Linked DNA regions of Mus musculus: all the other regions are linked to region 1. A link is a contact called in public promoter capture Hi-C data. All regions are on one chromosome and are shown on one strand. Each heading gives the region's core, a stretch centred on a gene start, on an enhancer-like site or on the middle of the called end of the contact. The rest is flanking DNA. Distances are from core to core; before and after follow the strand shown. Region 1 holds the start of Arl4c (ADP-ribosylation factor-like 4C). Region 2 holds the start of Asb1 (ankyrin repeat and SOCS box-containing 1). Region 3 holds the start of Lrrfip1 (leucine rich repeat (in FLII) interacting protein 1). Region 4 holds the start of Rab17 (RAB17, member RAS oncogene family). Region 5 holds the start of Cops7b (COP9 signalosome subunit 7B).

The links. Promoter capture Hi-C pulls out the DNA fragments that hold promoters and counts their contacts. Capture Hi-C pulls out chosen DNA fragments and counts their contacts.
Region 2: a promoter capture Hi-C map of liver shows a contact between it and region 1, with 7 times the contacts expected there. The contact joins the promoter of Asb1 here to the promoter of Arl4c in region 1. A contact is called at or near these places in 1 of 39 promoter capture datasets (pre-B cells) and 1 of 9 other capture datasets (liver).
Region 3: a promoter capture Hi-C map of liver shows a contact between it and region 1, with 5 times the contacts expected there. The contact joins the promoter of Lrrfip1 here to the promoter of Arl4c in region 1. A contact is called at or near these places in 2 of 39 promoter capture datasets (liver and pre-B cells), 2 of 484 Hi-C or Micro-C datasets (CD8 T cells and embryonic stem cells), 2 of 115 datasets of contacts at active chromatin or transcription factors (bone marrow-derived dendritic cells and thymic regulatory T cells) and 1 of 9 other capture datasets (liver).
Region 4: a promoter capture Hi-C map of liver shows a contact between it and region 1, with 6 times the contacts expected there. The contact joins the promoter of Rab17 here to the promoter of Arl4c in region 1. A contact is called at or near these places in 1 of 39 promoter capture datasets (liver) and 1 of 115 datasets of contacts at active chromatin or transcription factors (bone marrow-derived dendritic cells).
Region 5: a promoter capture Hi-C map of liver shows a contact between it and region 1, with 4 times the contacts expected there. The contact joins the promoter of Cops7b here to the promoter of Arl4c in region 1. A contact is called at or near these places in 2 of 39 promoter capture datasets (liver and pre-B cells) and 2 of 9 other capture datasets (adipose tissue and liver).

The regions. Positions count from the first base shown.
Region 1 is chr1:88,700,803-88,703,574 of GRCm38.p6, reverse strand. Arl4c (ADP-ribosylation factor-like 4C) reads left to right here and starts at 1,384. Exons shown (of 1, transcript NM_177305.4): 1 at 1,384-2,772. The coding sequence starts at 1,911. The coding sequence ends at 2,489.
Region 2 is chr1:91,539,136-91,541,907 of GRCm38.p6, reverse strand. It overlaps Asb1 (ankyrin repeat and SOCS box-containing 1), which reads right to left and starts at 1,343. Exons shown (of 5, transcript NM_001039126.2): 1 at 1,044-1,343. The coding sequence starts at 1,095.
Region 3 is chr1:91,052,002-91,054,773 of GRCm38.p6, reverse strand. It overlaps Lrrfip1 (leucine rich repeat (in FLII) interacting protein 1), which reads right to left and starts at 1,330. Exons shown (of 25, transcript NM_001310732.1): 1 at 1,051-1,330. The coding sequence starts at 1,116.
Region 4 is chr1:90,968,253-90,971,024 of GRCm38.p6, reverse strand. It overlaps Rab17 (RAB17, member RAS oncogene family), which reads left to right and starts at 1,405. Exons shown (of 6, transcript NM_008998.4): 1 at 1,405-1,795.
Region 5 is chr1:86,581,490-86,584,261 of GRCm38.p6, reverse strand. It overlaps Cops7b (COP9 signalosome subunit 7B), which reads right to left and starts at 1,341. Exons shown (of 8, transcript NM_172974.3): 1 at 1,166-1,341. It overlaps Pde6d (phosphodiesterase 6D, cGMP-specific, rod, delta), which reads left to right and starts at 1,477. Exons shown (of 5, transcript NM_008801.3): 1 at 1,477-1,962. The coding sequence starts at 1,913.

The DNA.
Region 1 (2,772 bases), core at 135-2,634:
GCATCACTGATCTTAGGCAGGCTGTCTGCACTGAGGTCCCCTTAGCAAGTACCAGCACACAGACCTAAATTTCCTCCTCTAGCAAGCTGGACAGGTAATCTGAGTGGACCTTGCCAGCACCAACATCCATCACCAGTCCCTGGGCTTGAGTCTAGCTGGTGGAAGCCTAGACTGGCTTTTGGAGTTGTGAGAATTAAAAGATGGAATTGAACAGGTGTGATTTTTCTCACAGGCTTTAGTACAAATGAAATCATGTATTATAACAGCATTAGAAAGGAAGGTTCCTCTCTCTCTCTCTCTCTCTCTCTCTGTGTGTGTGTGTATATATATAATTTTTAAGATCACAAATGATAAGCATTTTTATTTTCTTTCCCTGGATTACATTTGCAACCTTTTCTGACCCAGAAGCCTGACCTACACAAATGTAAACCATTTTCCCCTTGGCTGTCATCTCTAGTTCCCATCATCATCAAACCTGTGTCACTCATAATCACCCCCCCCCCGACTTCCCTCCACATGCAGAAATAATATTCATTTGCTACGTTTTACAAGGTAGGATAAAACCACTGAATGGAGTCACGAAATGGAACCCAGAAAATATGTATTTGTGACTCATCACACCACCAGCTCCAAGCTAGCTAGGGTCTTCTAGTGACCTAGCTTTCCTGAAGCCTGGTCAGGTGATTTGGACCTCCCCCATCCCCTACCCTCACCCCATCCCTGGTAGGTTCTCAAGGTAGAATGACAAAGGTTGCTTTAAGACTAACCTAATCTGGGATGTCAGCAGAGTGGAGGGGGTGGGGAAGGGGTGGGGAAGCATAAAGCAAGGCTCCAAAATGGGTGTCTGAGAAAGAAATGTCTGGAGTTATCTAGGCAGGTGGGTGGTAGGTAGTCTTAACTGAGCCTCCTGGGCACACCCTAGACTTAGGGAGCATACGCATCAAGGAAGAATAGGGACCAAGACACTAGGGCACCAAAGAGCGTGAAACCACGCGGTGGAAATGGATTAGGAGTGGGCAGCAGCAGGGCTGCAGGCTCAAGGAGGTCAGCTCCTCTCCTCCGCCCTCCTGCGTCGGTGCCGCAGTCTCACCGCCCTAGCCCTCTGCAGTCGCTGCCTTTGCCCGGCCAGCTGCGGGCTAGGCCCCGGGCGGGGGTTCCGGAGCCCGGAGCTATTTTTAAAAGACGCGTCACCGGATTGGGGAGGAAGAGTCCGCGTCCAGGCCCACAGTCGGCGCGCGGCCGGCGGGAAGGGTCGCCTGGGCGAGTTTCGAACGATCGGAGCGCGCGAAAAGACGCAACCGACCGAGAAGACCCCGCCTGACCCCGGGAGACCGCGGGGCGTGGCGGGCGAGGGGCGTGGCCTGTGGGCGGGACTAGAGGGGCGGGGCCGGCGCCCTCCGGCCGCAGCAGGCTGGTGGCGGCGGCGGCGGTAGCAGCAGCGCCTAGTACTGCAGGGACAGCAAGGCAGCTACGCTAACTCGGACGCCGGGGAAGCCCGCGCCCCGCCTGCGCCTTTGCGGCGCTCCCGGGAGCCGGAGCTAGAGCAGCTCCGAGGTGCGCCGAGACCAGAGGCTGCTGCAGAGCCGCGGTGCGGGAGAGCCGCAGGTCGAGCCGGGCTACCGCGCAAGGCGCAGACATCCTACACCGCGGCGTCTGTCCGTGGCGGCTGCGCGAGAGACAAAGCCTCCGGAGAAAGATGCCCGCGGAGCACGCACCAGGCGGGCCAGGGAGCCGGCCCCTCCGAGCCTAAGCGCGCCTGGCCGTGCGCCGCGGGGACGCCGAGACCCCACCGGGTCCAGCAACGGGCGGGGCCCAGGTGCGCCCGGCCGCAGAGGGCCTGTGACTGCTCGGGGGGCGGCGCCCTCCCGCCGCAGCCGCAGTCGCAGTGGCCGGCGCCGCAGCGAGGAGCCATGGGCAACATCTCCTCCAACATCTCGGCCTTCCAGTCTCTGCACATCGTTATGCTGGGCTTGGACTCGGCCGGCAAGACTACGGTGCTCTACCGGCTCAAGTTCAACGAATTCGTGAACACTGTGCCCACTATCGGCTTCAACACCGAGAAGATCAAACTGAGCAACGGCACTGCCAAGGGCATCAGCTGCCACTTCTGGGACGTGGGCGGCCAGGAGAAGCTACGGCCGCTGTGGAAGTCCTACAGCCGCTGCACGGACGGCATCATCTACGTGGTGGATTCGGTGGACGTGGACCGGCTGGAGGAGGCCAAGACGGAGCTGCACAAGGTGACCAAGTTTGCGGAGAACCAGGGCACACCGCTCCTGGTTATCGCCAACAAGCAGGATCTGCCTAAGTCGCTGCCGGTGGCCGAGATTGAGAAGCAACTGGCGCTGCACGAGCTCATCCCGGCCACCACCTACCATGTCCAGCCGGCGTGCGCCATCATCGGCGAGGGCCTCACCGAGGGCATGGACAAGCTCTATGAGATGATCCTGAAACGCAGGAAGTCTCTCAAGCAGAAGAAGAAGCGGTAATGCGCTAGAGCAGCGATCTGGAGCAAGGCTGAGCGAGCAAGCCAGTGAGTGAATGAATGGACGTCTGGGTTGAGCGAGAACCCGCGAACAAAGACAACGAACCAAAGCGATGATTCGAATTTTTAAAACACGATCTCTGTATCCAAATACAGGACTTGGAGACTTAAGCCGGGTGTGGAGGCTGCATAGCCACCCATCTCGTCACCTGCCCCACCCCCCCACCCCAGCTCAGAGGACCTTTTGTCTATAATGCTTGAGCTACCGGTGGGATAGGGTGGGGGGG
Region 2 (2,772 bases), core at 94-2,593, 2.8 Mb before region 1:
CACTGGGGTCGGGGTGGGGTGCAAAACCACTTTTTCTTCCACAGGACTATTCTGTACCTTAAGAAATAGCTACCCTTTGACCAACCACCTCTCTCCCATTTCTCATTCCTGCATGACAGGTCAATCCACTCAAAGATCTTGTCTGTCCCTGAGATCAAATTCAATGACAACCAAAGCTCTTGGTGGTAGAGGCCTTGCCTTGCTTTTTCATGTCACCCCGATAGCCCCAGGTGAGTCAGGCCAATAGGACATCATCCACAAAGTTTGTTGAATTGATGGAGGGAGGAATGACAAGAGACTGTACCAACATTGTGGCTTTCTCAGATTTTCTGCATACAGAAGAGAGCTCAGTGAACTCTAAAATCAGAGATGGGTGCAGAAGCACACCTACCAAACACCTACCAGCAGGTTCAGAAAGACCCCAAGGTGGACGCCGTACCAGGAAACTCTCCTGGGAATTGTTAGTTCCATTGTAGCAGCACTGCAAAGTGGAGCAGCTTTAAGGCAGGTGGCAAGTGTCACCCTTTTTCTGCAGGTGGGTCAAGCGCCCCTGTAAGAGTTGTGGCACTAGCAAGCTCTCTGGGGACAGCACTGTCGTTAAGGTGGGTGGAGGTGGGGCGGAGGACGTTTGTCCAGTAGCTACTGCGCTGACTGGCTGGCGGGATGGGGAAAGGGAACCTGTCCGCACGAAGGCTGACCTCTGAGGGCCCTTACTGACCAGTGAGCTCATACCTGGAAGAAGATCCGAACCCCATGGTCCAGCCAGGGTCATCGCTGACGGGGATGGGCTAACAGGGTGGCAGTTACAAGGCTAGCTCCACCAGAAAGAAACCTCCGTGGGAGGGATGTCCACGAGAGGCCAGGCAGGAGCGGGGGCGCGCGCCTAGGGCCGCGCGGAGCCTAACGTCCACACTTACTGACCCCGGGCGCGATTCCTCGGATCTGGCCTGCGAGGACCGAGGACCCGAGTCCCGGACGCCCAAGGGACACTCTGACCCCAAGACGCAACCCCGCTCCCTACTACCCCTAGCCGCGCACGTTACCTGCGGGTCCCGGGCCGGCCCGTCCATCGGGGCCGGTCCCGCCCTCCGCCATGCCTACTTGGTCCTCAGCCTCCGCCCTGACCCCGCCGCCTGTCCACCTCCGCAGCAATCCTGTCAGAGAGCAACGCTGTCAGAGAAGCACCGCCGGCGTTTCCGGCAGGTGGGCGTGTCCAGGGCTCGGCTTCCGGGGAGTATGAGCCTCCTTTTCGTACTTCCTGCTCCGGACGGAGGGTGCTGGGGTCTCCACTTCCGGCCTGGCTAACGGACTTGATTGCTGATTAGCGGGGTTGACCAAACTGCGTCTCCCGAGGCAACAGCAGCAGCTTCTGGGGAAACGCCTTTCCTCTGGGGGCGGAGGCTTATTTGCATGCCTCAGGAACTCCTGGTTGGTCGATTCTGTTCCCGCCCACTGGAGGGCGGGACGTGGGCGGGACCGTTACGGCCCAGTGGACTGTGGTCCGCTATCGCAGCGGCTGAAGGGTGTTGAGTGACGTGGGGCTGCGCTGCTGTCCTTTCTACGAGACTCCAAACGGTGCCTTCCGAGTCGGTGACTTGCAAAGTTGTGTTAGACGAAGGCAGCCCAGAATGTCTCCATGGAGCCAATAGTGTCTGTAACTTGGTCAAGGCGTGTTGACAGAGTGGCTTTCCCTCAAGCACTCCCGATTTTACATCGGTCACACTGTGTGCGTTGCGTTACGAACAGTTCTTAAGCATGGACGCTGTCGGGTCCTTTCATTCTCCTCTACACAACTTAGGGAAGGTACCTTGCAGGGGGAGGACCCCAGTGGACCGGGGGGAGACCGCGCCTTAAGGAGACAGAAGCGCCCCGCTGTCCTGTGAGATGGAGGCAAGGCCACAGTCTCCAACACCGCGGCTGTGACTTGTCTGCATCTTTGTGTGGTCATGGCACACCAGCTGGGAGCTAGCGACTATAGGTGCCCAACAAATCCTCGTGCCCAGACTGGCTCAGTTGCACAGGTCTGTGGAGCTGTGTGAGGCATCCTGGAACAGAGCCACGGGCTCTGAGGGTTTTGAGGGGAGCGGGGAGATTCCTGCAGTGGTGTTTGGTCTTGATAACACCGTTGGCACGAGGGACAGGTGACACCAATGACGCTGCAAGGCAAAGAGCCAGAGGTGGCTCAGCCTTATGGCTCTGCTCCACGGCTGCACATCCCTGGCTGGGATACCTCAAGGGTAAAACCACCCAAATGCGCATCAAAATGTGGTGTCGTGGCCATCCATATATCCTTTAAAAAGCCTCTGCCCCAGGTTACAACATGGCCAACCCTGGAGGATCTCTGCTCAGTGAAATAAGCCAGCAATAACGAACAAATAATGCACTCTTCCACACATAGGTCACTAAAGGAATCAGCTTCGGAAACAGAGTGGAATAGTAGGTGTCAGTTTGCTTCCAGAAAAGGGAGTGTCACGGGTGAGGGGACAGAGATAAAACTCCAGGCTGTCACCCTAGCCTGAGAACTTCGTTGAGACCAAAACTCAAGCAAAACTGGACTTACTGCTTTGGCTCGGGAAAAAAAAAATTTGTTAAGACTAATGGAAGCAATGTTGAGGTTTTATTTAAAATACTTTAACATTAGACTTTAACCTAAAGACTTAGAAGAGAGGTACTATGGAAGACACACCCAAGTATAGCTCCTCAAGGGAGTCACAATCCTTAGCACTAGCTACTATATACACCATTTTGATGGCTCTCAACTTAGATCTCAAG
Region 3 (2,772 bases), core at 81-2,580, 2.4 Mb before region 1:
GCAGCCTTGCCTCGACTACTCTTCCTTAAAGACCAACTAACTACAGGATTAACTCCTACCTGGAGAATGAGTGGCTGAGGCTCAGTTTTTATCAAGGTCTCACAAAAGCCTGCTAAAATGGGAACCTTGGGTCTCCCCCTCTCTCTGGTATCAACTCCATAAAATACATGGTTTCACAGAGTACAATTTACTTTGAAATATTCCCACTAATAAGCAACCACAGCCATGGATAAGGCGCGCGGGGGTGGGGGGGGTGGGTGGGTGATGCAGGCTTGTAAGCCCGATAGTGGAAGGGTTGAGACATGAGAATCCTGAGAGCAAGGCTAGTTTGGGTTATGGATCCTGCCTGAACTCCCAGACCCCAAAACTATAAACTACACAGGCTGTAACAACCAAAAATCCCCCAACTCCCCGGTGCCCAATTTTCAATCACCGTCGTCCTCATCCACTGTCCCTACGTAAGTTCGGGAAGTAAAATATGCGTAAGCACCTTGCCCAGACACAAGTGGCTTCTGGCACCCGCCGAAGTGGATCTGGGGCCCTGGATCCTAGAGGAAGGTGTTCCTGAGGTCAAGAACCTGTAAACCCTCCAAGCCACTCATGGCAAGGTGGTGCGGCTGGATGAGGACCCAGGTGCTGTACTCGGTAAAACACCAAACCAGCAGTTCCCTGTGAAACTCTACACCACCCTCAGATCTCAGACCTCGGTTGGGTCCTGGCCAGAGCCAGCCAGCTGGGCAAAGCCTGCCTAAAGACCATCACTAGGGGTGGAGGGAGAGCCCACTCTCCTTTTCGTCCTTGAGAGGAACATTGGAGCATAAAATGTACTTTTCAGAGCTCCGCCTACGGACACCTTACACTCAGCCAACCACCTGATGGTAGGCAGGAGCTGCCCTATATCAGGATTTTCGAGTGGCCCAAGCCCACTCGCCTCTACTCCAGCAGCACCACGGTAGCTGAAGGGGCCACTGTCCTTGACCTTAGAACCAACTGAGGGACCCAGGCGGCGGTTGCTGGCAGGCACAGGTCTGAATCATGTCTCCCTCTTACCAGTCTTTGCGCCTCTGGACTCAGACAGTCGATTTCCTTGTTTTGCGCGCCCTCTGGGCTGGTCATGTTGCCGAAGTGAAGTGCAGACCAACTTCCCACCCAAGAGTTCGCGCGGAAGACCCGCTCCCTAGTCCACAGGCAGAGGGTTCTCAGTGAGGCCACATTCTGGGATCCAGGAAAGCCGTCCAGGCAGAAGTAGAACTTTCAACGATCCCCTGGGCGCACACGCTCGGACGCCCAACTCCGAGGTTCCCTAGCTGGGGTGCGGCCGGCGGGGCGGGGCGCAGGTGGCTCCCGGCCGGGGGCGGGGGTGGCAAGAGAGGAGCCGGGGGCATACTCCGCCCCAGCCCCGCCCAGCCTCTCCCCACGCCCCACCCACCCTATGCCCGCCTCTCCTTCCTTCCCAGCCCCTTTCCCGCGCTCTTTCCAGGGGGTTGTACCCCTTCCTCTATGGTTCCACCCAGCCTGTGTCCATCTGCTTCCAACTTTCCTTCCTCGCAGCCACATTCTGCCACTTTAGTCGTCGGCTTCGCCCACGATGGCACTCTCAGCCAAAGCACTCCTACCATGAGGTCCACTCGGGCCCGCCTACCCGGGACCCCAGCTCCTCCTCCGTAGCCCCACCCACGCTCCTCCTCTTGCACCGCCTCAGAGCCTCCGGAACCGCCTCCCTCCCCTCCAGACCGCTCCTGGCCAGCAAGCTGCTGTGCCATCAATCACCACCCAGTCCCTGCGGCAGACACCGGAAAGACTGAGGGAAAGACCCTGGGGACCCCACCCTTGGCCACGCCCTGGCCGTCCCCAGCTGAGTCAGCGCGGGAGACCAGCCCAGGCCTAGGGAGGCGCGCCTTCGGTTAGGACACGCGTGGCTTTAGCTGGAACCACACCGCATGAGCCTCTGCCAGAGCGCAGCTGCGCCCGTCACTACTGTCTTCCGAGCCGGCACGGCTTTGGGGACCACAAAGCTACCGCCCATGACCACGCTGGACAGGAGCGAGAATCAAGCGGAGGTGACAGCCGCGATCCGATAGGGAGCGTCGAGGAACTAGTATCCACGCTGGACAGTGACCCGACTCGCAGCACGCGCCTTCCACGTCCACTGGGCAGGAGCACCCCTGATTTAAACTTAAAGCCAAGCGGGCAAGCAACCAGAAGGTTCCAGTGTTGTGCGCTATGGACAGGAGCACATGGCCTGGGTGACCTGTTTTCTCCACCCTAGAAGAGCCTTCTTCGGGCTCAAAAGGAAAATCAGAGGGCCCCCTGCCTTGTTTCTCTGTACTGGAGACTCCAGAAAGATCTAGAGAAGCCAGTCACATCTGAGCCCGGCTGACACGCTTTTTTGGTAACAAGGAACCAGTGTGCGCTGGCTTATGCACATGTGGGGCAGCAGCATTCTGGTACTAAGTCTCTGGGTAGTGCTTCGAAGGACTGGGTAGACCAGAGAGTAGACACAGAAAGACGAGTTCTAGGGGGCAGGATGGCCTGGACCAAAGGGATGAAGGGGACCTAGTTTGAGGAGTACTATGCAGGCCGAAAGAAAATGGGTACCAAGCTTTGGTGAAGTGTTTCAGATGAGGAAAACTTCCTGGGAAGGAGAAGACCTGCTCCCAGCAGTTGGTTTCAGCATCACAGTTTACAAACAAAGCTCTATCAATCAGAGAGAATAGTTTTGGATAACACCGTAACGGCAAGGGCTGTGGAATTTCTATGGGGGTCCAAGTA
Region 4 (2,772 bases), core at 156-2,655, 2.3 Mb before region 1:
CCAGTGTTTCCAGCCTTCTGATGTGGACTAGACACCAACAGTTCTCCAGAAACCAACTAGTTTTGCAACACCCCCCAATTCCCCTGAGACTGCAGAGGTCCCCAGCCTCATGAACTGAGCAAATACTGGGTTGTTTGCCCCTCTAGAGGGAGACAGTTACAGTGGGATTGTATCTCACTGGTGAGGCAGCCAGCCTCACAGACCAAACGGCTTCTAGAGTCTCACTCTTTCAGTGGGATTCAGCGTTTGTTACTGTTTTTATGTAAGTTGACTTAATACATTCGGCACATATAAAGCTCTTTCCATTGCTCCTTGTGCATGTGTTGCAAGGGCAGGTCCAGCCACCCACAAGTCTGTCTTCAGGGTACTGAATCGAGATTAGAGTTTAAATAGAGGGCCAAGGATAAGCACCTCTATTCTGATCAGTCTCAGACAACGTGTGGTCCCGCCCACCACGGATCCGTCATTATAACAACATGAGAACTTCAGTCTCATTGTAAGGTAGTCCGACAAGCTGTTAGAAATGCATGCAATCTCTTCCCAGGCAGTGTACTCCCCAGTACAAGATTGCTAGGAGAATGCCCACTCCTTTGGGCTCGCTGTTTCAACAGTCTGATGTTCAACAGTCGAACTGAGCTACCTGTTACCCTGCAGCTCTGAGACTTGACCTCTCCTTACAGCTCCCGAGCTGTTGTCTGTCTGTCCATGGGGTTAATAACTCTTTATAAACCCCTTTGATAACCCCCCCCCCCCGCAACAACCCATCTCAGTGTCCCCTTGAACTCCGGAGACCTTTGTACCAGTACCATTTCCAGTGTAAACCGAAAAGGCCACGCCCACACATCTCTACCCACTACAAGGAGGATAGAAGCGGTGCTGGGTGCCACACCTTGGATGCCAATCTAGGCACAGGGAATCAGGGTCCTGTTCAGAAACAGAATGAGGTTCTTGGTCTTCAAGGCTGTGGGGGCACCCAGACGTGTGGACAGGGTGTGCGTCCTGGAGGACAGGGTGACAAGAAGAAGGCCAGTGGCCTCTGCAGAGAAACAGGTTCTTCAGGGTGCATTGGAAAGCCTCTTGGGAATCCACGACAGCTGCCCCCTCCCCCACTTAAACGGTGCTGAGTTCCCCATTGGGAACACAAGCTGGTAATCCAGGTGAGTTGTGAGCACAGAGAGAACACGCGATTGCCTGGGACTTGTGGCTGAGCACAGGAGAACTGATTTCCATCTTTCTTCAGCCTAGAGTTTCTCCTTCTGGGGATCCTCCAGCCCTGCCCAGGCAATTACCTGCTCCAAGGCACACCCATCCCAGGCTCTGGCCCCGGCCCTGCCCATCTGGCATGCGGCCTCAAACTGGAGATGTTTACATAAATTAAGAAGTGAGCTCGCTCGCTCCTGTAACAGAAGAGCTGTTCTCTAAGTCTGTGATGCTTTCTGGTACAGGTGAGACCTGGAAAGGGCTGAAATTCAGGGCTGCAGCTCGGTGAGGAGGCAGAGAGCCACCAAGTGTGACTTCTAGCTTACTCTGACCCAGCTGATCACATGATCATGTGGGGACTTTGCACCGGAGTTTACAGGAAGAGTCCTGCCGGCTGGGGCCTTGGTGGGAGCAGGGGGCCTGCTCACTTCATTTGCTCGGCTGCTGGTAGTCAGTGTGCACTGCTCTGCCCACCCCGCCCCTGGCAGGACCCTGACGAGTCATACAGCACCCAGGGGAAGCACAGCCAGGGGAAGAGAGGGGTGCCTGCGGCCCTGTGGGATGGTGGTCTGTAGCACTCTTCTAAAGTGAACAGGTGAGTCCTTTTTAGATTGTGTTGTGCTGCGTGTGTGTGTGTGTGTGTGTGTGTGTGTGTGTGTGTGTGTGTGCTGTGAGCATGTGTGAGTGTGTGTGTATGTGTGTGTGTGTGTATGTGTGTGTGTGCTGTGAGCATGTGTGTGTGTGTGTGTGTCTGCTGTGAGTGTGTGTGCATACAGATGTGTGTCCCTGTGTTCTCAGGACCTGAATCAGAGGCGAATCTGAAACAGTAGACGCCTTGAGTTTGTTCAGCACCTATAGTGTTCTTGTTTGGGTCACATTGAATTTTCCTTGCAGAAAGTTCCAGTTAAGGGTTTTGAACATAAAAGGCGAGTGTGAGTGAGTGGGTGCCTTGTAAGGAAGCCTTTTCAGATGGCTGCAGAGGCTCCAGCAATAGCAGAGAGCTTGGCAGACTCTTCCAAAAACTCTCTTCTGCAGCTTGCTGTCAAATGCCATGTTGTTCTGAAGTTCGGTGTCTGGAATGGACAGCTTGGAGGATCTGGGTGAAGAGGAAGGGGTGCAGCTTCCTGGGGTTTCCTCCTTCCCTGAATGTGTTTTCTTAGGTGGAAGAGAGGCAGGCTTGTGACTGCTGAAGAAGGACCCAGTCAGGATGGGAAGAGACTCCCAATTGCAACCACTGCCTTCAGAAAGATCCAAATTCTAGAAGAGGGGGCAGGTACCACATCTCCAACTTTCCCTCCAAGTCGAGGCTTCTGCCTGGCTGCTATTGGAAACTTGCAACACACAGTCACTCAGAAAGCAACACGAGCACATCTGCCGTGGTCTTATCTATTACAGAGAAAAATAATTAATAGCAGGAAAAAAATTCAGTGATAGGGGAATGAACTATCAAAGCGAGATAATTGTAGAAATCTGACGCAGGCACGTGGACACTGTGTTTGATGCTATGACCATTAGGGCAGAGTGTGAGATTACATCAAAGCTGAGGTATTGTTGTTGTTATTGTTGCTGCTG
Region 5 (2,772 bases), core at 92-2,591, 2.1 Mb after region 1:
CCAAAAAAAAAACAACAAAAAACCAATTCCTCATGCTGTGGTGACCCCCATCCCTAAAATAATTTTCATTGCTACTTCAGAACTGTAATGTTTCTACTGTATGGATCATAATGTAAACATTTTTGGAGATAGCGGTTTGCCAAAGGGATTTTTGACCCACAGTTTGAGAACCACTGCTTTAAGTTCAAATGTCATTTCCACCATGAAGTTTTGCCAGCTGTTAAAGGCACGTCACCAGAACCTCTAAGGCATTCTCCACTTGATCTTGACTAAAAGGCCAACAAGTAATCCTCTGTGGCATTCTGATATCTTTTCTTTTATGCCACTTGTCAACTCCATCTTGAATCTCCTTATCTCCCTAATCAGTTATGTATCTTCTGAATAACAGTGGCCTATCTTTTACTTAATTCAGTACCCAACCAAAACCAAAAACCAAAACAAGGTTTGTTGAGTTACTTGGAAGAAAAACAAACAAAATGGGTGGGTGATCAAATGGGTGGAGTGGGAACAAGAACAGGAAAGAAGGCCAGAGGAAGGACACAGGCGTCTCCAAGGAAACAGAGGGTTAAACCAACTTTATCTACTTTCTGGGGGAAAAACAATCATTAAATGTCAACTTGAATGTCAAAAAAGCAAATAAAAATAGCAAGACCTATCTAGTCTGAGGATAAAGGACTGTCACACCAGCTCCTTTCAGGAAATCCATGAAATAAATGCTTTCCTATTTTCTGGGTGTTTCAACACTAGTTCAGAAACTGTTCATTAAGGAGAAAAACAATCACATTGCCATGCTTCTAAAAATATTACCTCCCTAGTGTAGTGTAGATACTAGATGACAGGTCAGTAGATGTAAAGCCAGATTTTAACTGTGTCAATTTGCTGTGCTCTCTGGCCAGTCTCTGCCTCACCGGGTCTCTATTTCCTCATATTTAAAAACAAAAGATAAAGAGATTGGATTGGCAAAATCTTTTAAGTCTTCCTGTACTAACATTGAGTATAAACAATCTTTAGCTCACCCAGTCCAAAGCAGAAATATAACATAAACCCTGCAAAACAAGTAAAAATGAACTCCAGACTAATAAACTAACACTATTTGAGGAGGTCATTTTGTTCTGTTATCTCTCGTGGCTTAATATGTGGTTTTGTTGGTGGTTTGCAGTCTTACCATGGTTTGCAGACTCCTGAGTTCCATGTAAACAGAAGTTAACTGTCGGTGGGTTGTCACGTCTCCGGGGTAAAAGAAGACCTTCCTGCTGGGTTTCAAGTAACAGGATTCAGAAACCAACCCCATAGGAGGATTTCAAATATGTGCACACTGCTCGGCACACTGGAACCCAAGTTAAAAAGATGGAGCGCATAGTATGCTGGGACTTGTAGTCCCTGGCCTCTAATGGTGCGCTGGGATCGCCTGTGCTCTCTGGGATGCTGGGAAATGTAGTTTCTGCCACCTTGTACAGTGCAGCCTGCCATAGTCTCAGACCACTAGTGTGCCCGGCAACAAGAGCAGGCATCTCAAACGCCTCTGAAGATTTCAAGCCATCGCTCCTCTGGGACAAACTCTAGGCAACAACACGAAAGAAAATTCTGTCCTCCGGGACTCTCCAAGAGGGCCTTTCCCACTGACGCTCTCCGTCCCCGAGCGAAGCCGCTGAGCGTTGCTATTGGCTACTCAAGATGCCAATCGCCAAGGCTGGCTTGTCATTGGTTTCAAGGCGGGAGCTCCACGACTAGAGGGAAGGAGAAGGGATCAGGAGCGGGAGCTGAGGGGAGGGAGAGGCCGGTTCGGGTCTGGCCGCCACCGCTGTTCACCTGAGGTGTCCGGCCGGGCTGCGGCTGTCCTCGGTTCCTGGGTACCGTCTGCGAGGCCCCGCGGAGCCAGCGTGGGAGGGCCGCGGGCGGCAGGCGCCGCATCATGTCAGCCAAGGACGAGCGGGCCAGGGATATCCTGAGAGGCTTCAAACTGTATCCGCCCGGGAGCAGGGGCGGGGCTGGGAGGAGGCCGTGGCTCTAAGGAGCCAGGCTTTGGCAGGGGCGTCAGGTGGGCACCGGGGAAGAAGGGCTACGAGAAGGGGCAGGAAAGGAACTGTGTGCCGGGCCCCCGGGAGGGACCGCGAACGGGAGGCAGGCACAGGGGCACCCTGAGGGAGAAAGGGGACGTTGATGGAGCCTGGGGGGGGGGGGGGGCGGGGGGGAGGATGGAGGTGGAGGAGCCCCGGGACCTGGCTACTGCGAGAAGAGTTCCCATTTGAAATTAGGGTCCTGAAGGCCGGGAGGCCAGAAGGGGGCTGCAGTCCCCACGCAGAGGCTGAGGGAGTGCAGCAAGCTGGCCTCCTAGCCTGCCTAGGAGCGACTTTGGCGGGAAGCCCAGGGTGGGAGCAGGAGAAAGTGACTCCAAGCAAGTGACCTTGTATGTGGGGGATAATGTACCCCATCCCACCCCACCACACACACATCCGTCTTGTTTTCACAACTTTTCTTCCTCACTTGTGGCTTCTTATAGGGCTGGAGTAGTGGAGAGGTGGGGAAAGAGAAATTAAAGACGGACCCCATCTTAACACTTTGTTGGCCTTTGGAGCATTAACATCTCAAGTTCTCTTTCCAGCGAGATGAGAAATAGGAGGTGTGTGAGATGCATGAGGTACTTTGGTTTTGAACCGACTCCCGGCAAAATTATCTTTGGCATTGCTGAGGTTAACGCTTTATTATGGTGAAGCTGTTCACAATTACTTGATTGTGTTGAGGACACCATATGATATCAGAATTCGTTGTTTC